Regions from separate parts of the Mus musculus genome. Here all the other regions are linked to region 4. Evidence: chromatin contacts called from public promoter capture Hi-C data. All regions are on one chromosome and are shown on one strand. Each heading gives the region's core, a stretch centred on a gene start, on an enhancer-like site or on the middle of the called end of the contact. The rest is flanking DNA. Distances are from core to core; before and after follow the strand shown.

Region 1 (2,700 bases), core at 152-2,651, 370 kb before region 4:
GTGCTGCCTGTCAAATGGTCACCTGTACTCAGCACAAGCTGTCTGTCTATCTAGCTACCTGCCCATCTGATTTATCTGTATCAGTCACTTTTCTGTTTGTTATGATAAGACACCATGAGAACAGCAACTTGTAGATGAAGAATTCATTTGGGCTTACAGTTGCAGAGGGGTAAGAAAGAGTCCAGGATGGAGGGGCGGCAGCAGGCGGCAGCCATGGTGGCTGGAGCAGAAGCTAATGGCTCACAAGCACAAGGCAGAGACAGGGAATTGGTAATGGTGTGTGGCTTTGAAACCTTTTAGCCCACCGTAGTGACAGACTTCCTCCACTAGGGCCACACCTAAACCGTACTAACCGGGGACCGAGTGTTCAAACATCCGAGTCCATGGTGGGTGGTTCTCATTCAGATCACCACACTGTCCGTCATCTAGTATGTATGTATGTATGTATGTATGTATGTAAGCATGTATGTATCCACCCAACTACATATCAGTTATTTATCTACCTACTTACCTATCATCTACCTATCCACCTACCTATCATCTATTTATCTATCTATTGTCCGACCTATCTATCTAATTATTATTTATCTATGTACGTGCCTACTTAACCTACCTATCATCTGTGTACCCTCTTACCTATCATACATTATCCATCTGCCTGCCTGCCTGCCTACGTTCTTACCTAAAAAGGTATCTGATTCTCCAAAGTAAGAAGACACCCAGAAAGCCAAGTAGAGAGAACCAGAGGGACCTGCTGGGGTGAGAAGTCGGGTTACACGATTGAATTTGGTTAGTGGATAGATGAGTGTTTATAGCAATAAAAGAAGTGTTTTGTTTTGTATGGAGTCCTCGATACACAGAAGAATTCTTGAGAAGTGGCCACCTTTAATCCTGACTATTTGTAAAGGAGAATGGCCTGGGGGTACATGCCAGGTCGTCTATCTCTGAGCTACATTCTCATTTCCTATACGATTTTTATACACATGTACAATTTTATAATATGTGCAATTTTGAGAGGCCCTGTAGTAGATTGGAGAACAAGAAATGCCTCCCTTCTGCCTCTGCCTGCCCCATCTTCCATTTGATGGAAATGCTGTCCCTGGTCTCTGCAGTTTGAGAGGCCTGAGTAAAACTCAGTTCCTATATGCATGCATGAGTGTTACAGCAATTAATGAAAAAAAAAAAAAGACCACACATTTGAAAGAGAGCAAGAGGTGGTATACGGGAGGGTTTGGAGTGAGAAAAGGGAAGGGGAAATGATGTGAGTATCTAAAAAAAACCATAACAGTAATAACAATAAACTCCAAACCAGCCAACCAAATCAAAACTGCAGTACTCTTTGCAGTCAGGCAGTGCTGCCAAAAGCCCAGGAGAGGGCAGCAGTGAACCAGGAGTCAGGCTCAAGCGCTCCAGCTCAGGACACAGTTGAGTAAGATCCAGGCCCAACCTCACTGTTTTCTTCTGCGTTGATGAGACTGCTCAACCACTTAGCCTCCTCTGCATGAAGCAGAGGTAGCTGAGAAAATATGCAAAGCCCTGCTCCAGTTGCTAGCAGCCGATAGTCACTGGCCAGAAGCTTCTGTTTGTCATGGGATCAGCGTGGTCTGAGGAGTGAATGCCTTTCTATGCAAAAGAAAGAACTGGCCTCAGTATTCCAGGGAAATTGGTGCTGTATTGCAACTGTTTGCACCCAGAAGGAATGTTTTGTCTCGGGAACAGAGAGGAGGGCAGGCTATAACTACCAGAGCTGACTTAGCTCAGGCAGCCTAGGGCGCATTAGGATGCCACCTGAACATCTCATGGCCTTGTTCCGATTCCCAGCCAGTGCTGGGCCTCCCTCACAGATCTCCTTGCACACCTGTAGAGGTGGAATGGCTTGTCCTTTCTGTTTCAGTTGGGGGATTGCTGACTGGCTGTGTGGCACTGGGCAGGTTACTAGCCCTGTCTGTGCTACCCCTTCTTCAGTGTAAAATGAGTAATGCAGTGTCTACCTGCATTAGTTATATTTCCTCATGGTATAATGCAGAGGCTCTCAACCTCCCTACTGCTGTGACCCTGTAATACAGTTCCTCATTGTGGTGGTTTGAAGAGGTTTGGATCCATAGATTCATGTGTTTCAATATTTGGCCAAGAGATTGGCACTATTAAGAGGTATGGCCTTGGGCTGGAGAGATGGCTCAGCGGTTAAGAGCACTGACTGTTCTTCCAGAGGTCCTGAATTCAATTCCCAGCAACTACATGGTGGCTCACAACCATCTGTAAAGGGATCTGATGCCCTCTTCTGGTGTGTCTAAAGATGGCTACAGTTTATTCGTCATATATATATATATATATATATATATATATATATAAAATAAAAATTAAAAAAAAGAGAGGTATGGCCTTAGCCAGGCAGTGGTGGCACACGACTTTAATCCTAGCACTTAGGAGGCAAAGGCAGGCAGATTTCTGAGTTCAAGACCAGCCTGGTCTACAGAGTGAGTTCCAGGACAGCCAGGGTTTATACAGAGAAATCTGTCTCAAAAAAAAAAAAAAAAAAAAAAAAAAGGTGTGGCCTTGTTGGAGTGGGTGTGGCCTTGCTGGTGGAAGTGTGTCACAGTATAGACAGTCTTTGAGGTCTCATAAATAAGTTCAAGCTACACCCAGTGCACAACAGAGTCTCCCCTGGCTGCCTGAGGAAGACAGTCTCTTCTACTGCCT
Region 2 (2,700 bases), core at 127-2,626, 300 kb before region 4:
GTATCAAAGAATTGTTTTAAAATACATTAATGATTTATTATTAGTAAGTGTTTGAATTATATTCCTACTTTATACACGTACAAACCCAGGGTCGTGTAAGAAATTCTCTGGTGAATGAGGTCTTTCTAAATGGAAAAATTTAAGAAGCCCTGCTCTAGGATAAATCCTTTCTCCCCAGGTTGACCCCATGACTCTGGATCAGCTTCCGGACTCCTTCCTTAGGTTCCCAGATTCCCAACCACAGCCAACCCCGACTAAGGAGGAACTGAGCCTCGTCACAGTCTGTGTCTTTTGAAGTGGCTGCTTGAGACCAGATTGAATTGATAACAGCCTCCTAAGAGTGGGTGGGGGATGACCAGGGAGTTTAGGGGCTGTCCATTGCTTGAGAACTCCCTTATAATCCTAGTGTCCCGAGACATCCACAGAAGGGAGACAAAATAGAGTCTCCAAAATGCTAGCTCCCAGGAGGTAGCTGCTATGGGGCAAGCGAGGGGCTGGAGAGAGGACTCCAGCCTGACTTAGTCTGTCTCAATGAACTGCCTTCCTCTCCCACCTCAGCACACCAGCCAGTGCGGGAGCTACGGGAGCAACGGGTAAGGGTAGCAAGAAGCTATCAAACTGGATAGCGAGGTCTGCCCAGTTTTACGAGGGAGAGCGCTGGGGGACAGGAATCGCCACTCTGCCGGCGTTAGTGAAACCCCGATTTGCTACACAGGAATCAGCCGCACGCTCCACCCTACCTGAAAAGCGGGGTTCCAGTGGAGTCTGGATCCCAGTGTCCTCCCTCTGGGGCGTCTATTGGTCTCCCAAAGATCGCCACCGGGGACCAATAAGCGGGAGTTCCAGCCGCCTTCTCATCACCAGCCCGTAGACTGTGGGAAGAGGGAGCCCGTTTGAAGGTTCCCACGTCTCTCACTCACTCAGTGCAACACTGGTACAGGATTAGGTACCCAGTGGGGAATTTAAGCTCAAGAAACAAAGCCGGGCACCAGAGGTGCCTGCAGGGCGCAGGAAACACGCAGATACCCCCACCCTTGTCCGTACGCCTTCCACTGAGTCCGCGATTTCGGGGCTCCACTCCAGTCCCCTAGTCCCCAATCCCAGGGTTCGGAGGTAGGAGGTGATCTCCTGGAACAGACGCGGAGTGCCCCCAAGTCCGCCCGCCCGCCGCAACCCGGTACTCACTTGCCTCGGTGCTTTCAGGGACGCACTCCCTGGCCGGTGGCGCCACCATAGGTGGGCGCGGCCCGGGCTCTGGGAACACTAGCTCTGGTTGAGGCTTGCCTACTTGGTGGGCGTGTGTCGCTTGGTCCTGCTCTCCTCGCATCAGTCTTTCTGGAGTTGCTGCTTCGCTCTGCAGCTCATCCAACAGCCCCGGACCCAGCCCAGGTGTCCCGCCCCTCCCGGCGCCCGACTCCGCCCCCCGAGACCCGCCTGCCTCCTAGATCTACTGAATTAGGGTCTCAGACTTCCGGGTGGTCCTTCCAAGGGTTTTGTAAGCTCTTGAACCCGTTGTGACCTCAGCAGCTGGCCATCCTTGAGACGGAGCACTGTCCTCTGCAAGCATTTGTGGCTTCCACTAAGTGTGCAGAGTTGGAGTGTGTGTGTGTGTGTGTGTGTGTGTGTGTGTGTGTGTGTATGTGTGTGTCTACAAGTTCCCAGAGCCAGCAAGTAAGGGGTGAAGCCTAGTCTTCCCTTAGAAGTGATGCAGGAGAGGCCCCCCATATGCAATCCAGACCTTAAGAGGCAAAGCTGGAAATTAGTGGTGGCATGGCTTGCCCTGCATGAAACTTCAATTCTGAGGTTCTGGTCTAAACTGGGATGATCTTTCCTGTAGTGTCCTTGGCTATTCAAAGACAATCCGAGTCTAACCTCCAGCCTATCTGAGGCTACCCAGAGCCCCTACTTTATTTCCAGAGGAGTTATTTTATTTCTCCCAGAAATAAAATTACCCCCACTAAAGCAGGAACTGTGTGCTGGCCACAGAGAACATTTTCTAAATGAGACCTGTCCGATAAGCTGACAATTTAAACTACCCATATAGAGGACTTGGAAAAGTATTTGGAATTGGTCATTCTGTGGTTCTGCCTGTCCTACCTTATGTGAAACTAACCCACTGTCCTGCCCTCCTGTATCCTCTTCGCTGCTACGATGGAGTCAGGAGGCCTGGCTTCTTTCCTCCCAGGGACAGGCTGTGGTTCGGCTGGCGCGGTGGCTGGTAAGTACATCGTCCAGACTGCAGGAAAGGCTTTGCTGTTTTGCTTTGGTTTTGTACAAAGCAAAGTGGAGTTGACTGACACTGTAGCCGGATTTCTGAACATCCTCTTTAGGTCATTCTTTCAAAGGTGCTTGCTTATCAACTTCAGCTATTGGCTTCAACTCTCCTGACCCACGTCTACCCGCACACCCCTTTATATGGGACAAACAGACCCTCTGGTGTACTCACAGCATTCTCCAAGGTAGATTTAGGTCAGGGTCTCATTCAGACAGATCAAGAAGCCCATAGTTGTCATGCTAGCAACTTGATGTCCTGATCTCAACATAATAGACTTGTCAGGGAACCAGCATGGGGTGAAGCCATGAATCTTGGGTGAGTAGGGGAATTGAAAGATTGGAGATTTCTCAGTATACAGTTGAAGACTACTTTGTGTCCTAACTTTGGCACATGAGAAGTCCTAGGAGATGAACCATAGTAACCCC
Region 3 (2,700 bases), core at 139-2,638, 260 kb before region 4:
TGTGTTGTATAGCTTGTAACCCTAGAATCTTGGAGATGGGGGCAGGAGTTGAGTGTTTAAGGCCAGCCTGGATTACAGAGCAAGACCCTGTTCCCCCCTAAAGTCCTCAGCCATCTCCTGCAGCACGGAGCAGCTCTGGGAATTAGTGAGTTAATATTGGCAATATTAGAACAGTACCTGGCAGGCAGTCATCACATCTCAGTCTGCCAGGAAGCTTGGCGGCTTGCTAGTGTCTGGGAGAGCACCGCTTCCTTACAAGACAGGGTTTCCCCTGCTCTGTGTGTGCACTGCAGATGGCAGGATGAGCTTCAGGATAATCAATTACTTCCTCCCACCCCCTAAGCACCAGGTGCTGCATTATAGGGCAAATGGCTCCTGTGGAATGCAACAGTTCTCTTTAGAAGAGAAAGAAATGCTCAATCAAGCTGCTGTTATCACCTCACAAAGAGCCAGATGCTGTTGGGCCTGGCAGCCAGTGCCATCCGCAAGGGACTGGCATGGCATGGCTTTATACACTGGACTAGAAACCAGGCGTCTGGGCTGACGGTTAGCAGTCCTAGACGTAGCTTCCTGTATCAACTGCACAGAGCACAGCTAGGCTCAGGAAAGTTAATAGCCAGAGGGGAGCAGAACTGCAAGGGTTAAAATGCATTGACTAATTTTACAAAATATGAAAAGGGCCTGGAGAGGTGGCTCAGTGGTTGAGAGCTTTGGTGCTCCTTCAGAGGACCTGGGTTTGGTTCCCAGCACCCATATGTCAATCAAATCTGTAACTCTAGTGCCAGAATATGCATGTCCTCTTTCTGCCTCCTCGGGGACCAAGAACCGTATATACATATCCCAGAAAACCACACAGACAGAATAAAAATAAATATTTTTTTTAAAAAAGCTAGGTGATGTGAGGGGTATGGAGGTCAACCTTGTGAAGGAAAATGTGGGCTGGAGAGGGAGGAGCCACAGGCTCCTGAGACTCCTTGAAGAGTCCTGATCTGTTGTACAGGGCATTAGATCTAAGATGGCTACCAGAAAACCAGTGAGACAGCAAAAAAGGAACTGAGGCAAGGGCAGTGGCTGCTTCCCCCATCTTCACGGAAGTCCCAACAGGGGATGATGCTCCCCACACACCTTCATCAGGCAGGGCTTTCACTGGAGCATGGTGACAGTGTGGCAAGATACGATTGGCTGAAGATCTACCGGGCTTGGGATTGGCTCAAACACTGTGTATAAGCTTATGTGCAATAAACTCAGGTCTATACCCTGATGCTGGTCTCCAGAGTCTGATTTCCCAGGATTCCTCACATGACTCCACGGCTTATAACACCTTCCACCCTCATCCTCTGGATTGTTCCCACAGGGTAGGGATGGGGGTGGGGCTGGAGAGATGGCTCAACGGTCAAGAGCTCTTAATCACTGAACCTATCTTGCCATTCCTTGAATGAATGAATTTTTAATCAAGCTTAAAATCCAGGAGAAATAAAACCGAGGAAACAAGTTGCTATGGATGAGAGCAAACGTGAGTAAGAAAAACTGGCTAGTTGTGACTGTTGATGAAGTTTCTTGTTGCAGCTGTTTTGTTGTTTTATTTTGGAGACCAGATCTCAGACTGTAGCACTGGTTGGTCTAGAATTCACTACGTTAGCCCAGGATGGCCTTGACTTTATGGCGTTCCTCTTGCCTCTCTCACTCAAGGGCTGAAACTATAGCCTGAGCCACCATGCCTGGGCTGAAAATCTGCTTAGAAAAACATAAATAAAATCGAACATGTGCTAGATAATTGGTCAGAAACAAGGAGAAAACGTACAATATTAGAAATGTCAAAAGGCTGAGTTCAAGGCCAGCCTGGTCTACAGAGTGAGTTCCAGGATAGCCAGGGCTACACAGAGAAACCCTGTCTCAAAAAAAAAAAAAAAAAAAAAAAAAAAAAGAAAGAAAGAAAGAAAGAAAGATAGATAGAAAGAGAGAAAGAAAAGTAAGAATCATCAAAATGGGAAACTTTTTAAAAATCAATGGAGTACTTTGAATAACTCTACGTAAACACATTTGATAACCTTGATGAAATAAGTGCATTTATACAAAAATACAATTCACCAATTGACTCCAATGGAGAAGGCAGAGCGTGTAATCTTTCATGGTAACTGGTTACTCAGAGAGAGTTATTTAAGTAAATTGTAGTGACGGATATCTGAGAGAAATCTTCCCCAAAGCATAATCCATCAGGATTGAGAAAATGCCGTCAGCAGCCAATTAAGCAAGGAAACTGCTCCGGCTGCTGCTGCTGCTGCGGCTGCGGCTGCTTCTGCTGCTTTATTAATAATCCAAGAAATAGTTTAGTTTTGATGGATGATCCCAGCCTGGAATTAGCGTGAGTCAGGACCAGAGTTAATCCACACTCCATGGTCACCAAAGTCCACAGGGACTTTAGCCCCAGAGTTGACAGTTGGCATCAAGCCTGTTATGAGCAATGACAGAGAATGTCAGTGACAGTCGTGCCTGTGATGTGTCCAAGGAGACACTCTGCAGCTACCCCAGTTACTCAGAGATGTCCTGTTCCCTGATGGACTAAGATTCTCAGTCACTTTGTTGTGCCTTCCCATGACAGCATTAGATCCAGAACTGTTTTTTTGTTTTGTTTTGTTTTTGTTTTTGTTTTTGTTTTTGTTTTTGTTTTTTTGTTTTTGTTTTGTTTTGTTTTGTTTTGTT
Region 4 (2,700 bases), core at 126-2,625:
ATTTGAGACAGCGTTTTACTATCTATCTATGGCTGGCCTGGAATAGATAACTATTTATTTATTTATTTATTTATTTATTTATTTATTTATTTATTTATTTATTTGAGACAGCGTTTTACTATCTATCTATGGCTGGCCTGGAATAGATAACTAGACTAGGATGGCCTTGAGTTCACAGAGAACAGCCTATTTCAGCCACTTGAGCAGTGGATTCTAAAGACATTTATCACCACAACTGGCTCAAGCACAACGCTTAAATATTTTAAAATATTTTCTGTGTGTATGCCTGGTGCCTTTGGAGGTTAGAAAAGGACAATGGGTTCTCTGGAACTGGGTTTAGAAAAGGATGTCAGCTGTCATGTAAACACTGGAAACTGAACCCAGGTCCTCTGGAAGAGCAGCCCATGTTCCTTACTGCTAAACCATCTCTCTAGCCCCTAAAGCAGTAATTTGAAAACATTCCTCTAACTTGCAGGACTCCTAATGTGTGGGGTCTCACCCAAAGGTAGGGATCTGGAGGGGCTGTAAATATACTGGACCCCTCAAGACTATGGTGGGGGAGAAAACCGTCCAATTAAACAGAATTGTTTTAGACTAGCTTTTTACAGTAGTAGGCCCAGTGGACAGAACCAAACTGGAATGGAATCTTTTGTGCTAAGTGCCACTTAAATGAACTTGAAACAAGCTTGCTTTCTCCATAGTTCTGCTCAACACAATCTCCTTTGTTTAAACCTATAAGGATAGTACCCTAGAACTTGGGCTTTTCATTCTCTTTCCATTTCTCCCATAAGAAAATATGGGACGTCTCCCCATAAGCAGATCCATGCTGCTCTAGAACTCTCCACTAGCTCTAGGCTGAGTTTGTTCTGGTTGTGTGCTTTCTTGAGAGGGGTGGAATTTGGGACCAAATTCCAGACACCGATTCACATGCTACGCCATATCCCCAGCCCCTCGAATTTTGTCTTTCAACAGTCAACCCTTTTGTTCTTTTGTGTGGTCCTGAAATTTTAGCCCGAATAGAATCCATGTAACAATATTAAATTATTCTTAATGCTGTCTGAGAGAATTTTGCTAGCCTAAAGCTCCTGATCGTCTTGCCTCACAACGTCCTCCCAAGGCCTCGGGTTCAGACTGTACTTCCAAGGCCAGTTTTCGTCTTATGTCCTTTTTAAGAGACTTTGCATGTTAACAGTTTCCCAGTTTCTTTGGAGTCGGACAAGGACACTTAGAGCAACTAAATATCCCAGATGACCGTCCTGCTGCAGGAGTTCAGGCAAATGCCCTCAGTTAAGATGGCCGCAGCTGACTTGCCTTGACCTTTTCTCGCCTCAGCAAAGACGGGTTCAACAACTTCCTTTTAAACTCTGCTTTTCCCATAACAAAGATGGAGCCAGCGCTTCCGGTTCCGGGCTCTTGCGGTCAGCCGGTGAGTGACACGGGGCTCTGAGAACCTCTGCCGGTTTTTCTGCCGTTCTGGAGGGCGGTGGGAAGGGAGCGGGGAAGCGAGGAGGGAGGGGGAGGAGCGGATGGTTTATTCCGCCGGTTTCCCTGGCACCTGCCCCGCCCCGCCCCTCCGCTCCAAGCTCCGCCCACTGCGCTCTTTTTACCTCGCTCTGGAATTAGTAGAGATCAGGATTAGTTCCAGTCAATTATTTATTTTGGTTTTGTTAAGGCTTTTATGGTTTTGGTTTGCATATATATATAGTCTCTCTACATAGCTATGGTTGTCCTGGAATTCACTATGTCGATCAGGCTGGCCTCGAACTTACAAATAGATCCTCCTTCCTATGCTGGCATTAAAGGCGTGGGCTACCAGGGGTCTATTATAATTTTAAACAGCAGTATTAGTAACTTGATGTTTCCATAAAAATCAAAAGTGTAAACTACAGTCTGTTTTGTACGTTAGCCTAATTGTGCACTTGTGATAACCCTGGACTGTTCTCATCACGCCAAGGAAAACTATTTATTGAGGAACACAGTCCAGAACCAGAGAGCTTCGCTCCGCCCACCACTTGCCCCTACCCCAGTCCTGGGCTATGACCAGAGTGCTGTCTGTCTCTAGGGTTGTTTAATTTGCATTGTATATAAACGGAATCAAAAAAGTATGTGGCTAGATTCTTGGGGCAGGGATTTGCAAAGCTTGTTTTGGGGACTTGAGAGAATTGCATTCCATGGATGACTTAACAATGCCTATCTTTATGGAATCGTATTGCATATTCTTATTTTTATGTTGAAAAGGACCTTCCTGTCTGTTTTCTGAATTTCTCCATCAATTGCCCATCAGTGTGATTCTACTTTGGGACTTACCTTTCTCTTTCACTTCTATGTCTTTGTGTCAATATTCTTGTCTTCATTCCAGGATCTCCATCACATCTGACTTGCACTATTTGTTTTGTTTTGTAGGGATAGTTTGGGCATTAGTAACATCATATTTTATTTTTTATTTTGTTATGTTTTATTTTAGTTTATTTTTAGGACAGGGTCTCACTATGTAGCTCTGGCTGGCCAGGAACTCACTATGTAGTTCAGTGGGCTCTAAACATACAGAGCTGGGCTTATGTCTGCTAGAACTAAAGGCATGGGCCACCACCCCTGCGAATAGCACCATCTTAAGATACTGGCTTCTGGTGCACGAACAAGGAAGGTCTTCCATTTCTTTAGTGCATATTTAACATCTTGTGCATATTTAATACAGCCGTG
Region 5 (2,700 bases), core at 166-2,665, 410 kb before region 4:
AGAAGAGCAATGATTTCTGAACTTTACTGAATAGTGAGCCCATCAGACTTAGGAAGAAAAATAAATAAAATTAACGGATATATTTAAATATTTTTATTTTTTTTTTTATTTTTTATGTTTTGGCAAGAGATCTGGTCTTAGCCGGGTGTGGTAAAAGCCAGCATGCCTATTAATCCCAGTACTGAGGAGACAGATCTCTGTGAGTCTGAGGAAAGCCTGGTCTACATAGTGAGCTTCAGGAGTGAGAGCCTGCCTCAAACAAACAAAACAAACAAACAAACAAACAAACAGAAACCTAAAACAAAAGGAGTGTTCTTGCTGTGTTCAGACTTGCTCTGAACTCTCAAGCAGTCCTCTACAAGGCCTTAGTAGCTGGAACTATAGGCACATTCCTTCTTAGGCTCTTTTTTATTGTACTGTAAATAAACTTAACTTTCTTTAACATTTTTTTTTTTTTTCCTTTTTAAGAGTCTTACTATGCAGCATTCACTGTCTTGGAGCTCATAGAGATTCACCTGCTTCTGTCTTGCTAGTGCTGGAGTTAAAGGTGTAAACTACAGTGCAAGGCTTAACTGCTGTCTTCGTTGTTTGTTTGTCTTAAAGATTTTTATTTTGCTTGTGTGTGCATGGCCAGTGGCTGCATGGGCTTGTGTGTGCATGGGCCAGTGACTGCAGTGGCTGCAGAGACCAGAAGAGGGCGCTGGATTCCCTAGAGCTGGAGTTCTAGGCAAATTAGGAGACATTCAATGGATGCTGGGAAACGAACTCTGGTCCTCTGTAAGAGCAGTGAGCATCTTAACTGCCAAGCCATCTCTCCAGTCCTGAACACTTTTCCTTACAGTTCCACGAGGTGTTGGTTTTCTTTCCAGCTGCATTTCCATTTGCTTTGTTGGGGCACTTTATCCATTCTGGAAATGAATCCCATGTCAGGTATGTTTTATAGAAAGTCTTCATTCTCTTAAGAGTTCAAGAAACAGAAGGTTAGCTGGGCATGGTGGTACACACCTCAGGAGGCAGAGGCAGAGGCAGGTGGATCTCTGAGTTTGAGGTCAGCGTGGTCTACAGAGAGAGTTCCAGGACAGCCATGGCTATACAGAGAAATCCTGTCTCGAAAAACCAAAAAAAAAAAAAAAAAAAAAAAAAAAAGAAACAGAAGTTCAGAAGTTCATGTCTTTGTCTCCACAGGCACCTGCACTTAAATGCACAAACCCTGCCACACACGAGCATGTAATGACAAGAAAAGGAAAAGGCACTAAAGATACTTAGAGCCCAGCCGGGGCAGATCCACAGTCCCAGCTACTTTGGATCCTGAGGCAGTGGGTTTGTAGAGAGTTCTGGGCCAGCCTGGGCACTTTAGTGTGACTGTCTCAAACTTAAAAAGGCTGCGGATGTTAGCTCAGTGGAAAGGTATTTGCTTGACCTGTGTGAGGCCCTGGGTTTACACTCTAGCACCAGAAATCAGTTAGTCAGGCCAGTATCAGTACCTGTCATCAGAGCACTGATAATTAAAGCCTATGATGAAATATATCCATCTAAATGTCTAAAACTGAAAAGGGCTGAAAGTACTAAGAGTTTACATAAGTCGGGTCAGTGCATTATTTGGGAGGGTGAAGTGCTGCAAGTGCTGTAGGACATTGTTGATTTGTGTGGAAGCTAAGTATACCCAGACCAGCCAGGGTCCGAGGCGTGCACCCTCTAGGGATACCTCTGTAACCCTAGCATTGGAAGCAGGGAGGGTTCACGGTCACCTGACCTACATAGTGGCCATACTTGAGGCCAGCATGGGTTGTATGAAACCCTGTCACAAAACAACAATAACACTCCTCCATTGTATGATCAAGCTTTTTCAATCATAGGTGATTGACTGCCTGATAGAAATTCTATATTCAGAGCCTCTGGAGAACAAATTTAATATATAGTATTTATTCAACGTAAGCCATGCAGTAGTCAGTGTTGCAAATAGTGCTGTTGTCAATACAAGTAGGCAGGGTCTTTATGTAGCTCCAGCTGCCCCAGAACTAACTCACTGTGTTCTGCCTGGCCCTGAATCCACCTGCCTCTGCCTGCTGAGTGCTGGGATCAAAGGCATACACCATCACGCCTGGCTCTGCTCACAATGCTTTTAGTGTATAGCCAGAACCTAAGTCATTCTAATTTTTTTTTTTTTGAGGAACCACATTACTTGTATTCTTGTATTTCAGAAATTTCTCAGTTTTAATTTATAACATGGCAAGTTTTGATAGATCTACATAAATAAGTAATAAAGACCTTAGTAATTAAGAGCAGCCACTATAATGAACGAAGCATGTGCCTTGCTTGTCATGGAGCAGAGGACTGAAGCTGTCACTGTCTTGGGTATAAAAGTGATGGTGTGCGATCCATCAGATCTTGAGCACAGTGACACACGCCCGCTGCTCCCAGTGTTTGGTTTGGATGGCATTGCAGTGATGGTACAGTTTCCCTGAGTACCGGTGATACTGTCCGTCACTCTTTAGTTGTCCTGTAGACTCTGGACAGTCAAGCTGTGGGCGAGTGACACTTCATTATAAACAAGACTTAATTGGAGCTGTTATGAGATATTTCATTTAAATATTGGATCTGTGTTTTAAAAATATTTACGTATTTATTTTTGTGTGTGTGTGAGTGTGCCTGAGACCAGAGGAGGATGGGGAATTCTCTGGAGATGGAGTTACAAGTGGT

The links. Promoter capture Hi-C pulls out the DNA fragments that hold promoters and counts their contacts.
Region 1: a promoter capture Hi-C map of hippocampal neurons shows a contact between it and region 4, with 4 times the contacts expected there. The contact joins the enhancer-like site here to the promoter of Shld1 in region 4. A contact is called at or near these places in 13 of 39 promoter capture datasets (the 3T3-L1 cell line, the C10 cell line, the HPC-7 cell line and 9 more), 1 of 15 datasets of contacts at CTCF or cohesin (the NIH/3T3 cell line), 6 of 484 Hi-C or Micro-C datasets (B cells, bone marrow-derived macrophages, embryonic somatosensory cortex and 3 more), 9 of 115 datasets of contacts at active chromatin or transcription factors (embryonic forebrain, embryonic stem cells, large pre-B cells and 3 more) and 2 of 9 other capture datasets (liver and macrophages).
Region 2: a contact with region 4 is called in a promoter capture Hi-C map of embryonic stem cells. The contact joins the promoter of Prokr2 here to the promoter of Shld1 in region 4. A contact is called at or near these places in 5 of 39 promoter capture datasets (the C10 cell line, cranial neural crest, embryonic stem cells and 1 more), 5 of 484 Hi-C or Micro-C datasets (B cells, the G1E-ER4 cell line, Sertoli cells and 2 more) and 1 of 115 datasets of contacts at active chromatin or transcription factors (embryonic stem cells).
Region 3: a promoter capture Hi-C map of stem cell-derived epiblast-like cells shows a contact between it and region 4, with 2.6 times the contacts expected there. The contact joins the promoter of 4921508D12Rik here to the promoter of Shld1 in region 4. A contact is called at or near these places in 5 of 39 promoter capture datasets (the 3T3-L1 cell line, cranial neural crest, hippocampal neurons and 2 more).
Region 5: a promoter capture Hi-C map of liver shows a contact between it and region 4. The contact joins the enhancer-like site here to the promoter of Shld1 in region 4. A contact is called at or near these places in 12 of 39 promoter capture datasets (the C10 cell line, the HPC-7 cell line, cranial neural crest and 8 more), 15 of 484 Hi-C or Micro-C datasets (B cells, the G1E-ER4 cell line, Sertoli cells and 10 more), 19 of 115 datasets of contacts at active chromatin or transcription factors (the SCID.adh cell line, bone marrow-derived macrophages, effector CD8 T cells and 14 more) and 3 of 9 other capture datasets (adipose tissue, liver and macrophages).

The regions. Positions count from the first base shown.
Region 1 is chr2:132,314,825-132,317,524 of GRCm38.p6, forward strand. No RefSeq gene overlaps it. Among named protein-coding and RNA genes, the nearest start is that of Gm46766, 53 kb to the left of the region's middle. Within about 2 kb of position 1,402, at least 30 of the 459 cell types and tissues checked have an H3K27ac peak or open chromatin away from gene starts, as enhancers often do. A contact at or near this core is called in B cells, hippocampal neurons and regulatory T cells, where this site is marked.
Region 2 is chr2:132,384,071-132,386,770 of GRCm38.p6, forward strand. Prokr2 (prokineticin receptor 2) reads right to left here and starts at 1,377. Exons shown (of 3, transcript NM_144944.3): 1 at 1,186-1,377.
Region 3 is chr2:132,423,353-132,426,052 of GRCm38.p6, forward strand. It overlaps 4921508D12Rik (RIKEN cDNA 4921508D12 gene), which reads left to right and starts at 1,389. Exons shown (of 4, transcript NR_045802.1): 1 at 1,389-1,513.
Region 4 is chr2:132,685,556-132,688,255 of GRCm38.p6, forward strand. Shld1 (shieldin complex subunit 1) reads left to right here and starts at 1,376. Exons shown (of 3, transcript NM_001358260.1): 1 at 1,376-1,426.
Region 5 is chr2:132,275,031-132,277,730 of GRCm38.p6, forward strand. All of the region lies in intron 1 of Cds2 (CDP-diacylglycerol synthase (phosphatidate cytidylyltransferase) 2), which reads left to right. Among named protein-coding and RNA genes, the nearest start is that of Gm46766, 13 kb to the left of the region's middle. Within about 2 kb of position 1,416, at least 4 of the 459 cell types and tissues checked have an H3K27ac peak or open chromatin away from gene starts, as enhancers often do. A contact at or near this core is called in hepatocytes and liver, where this site is marked.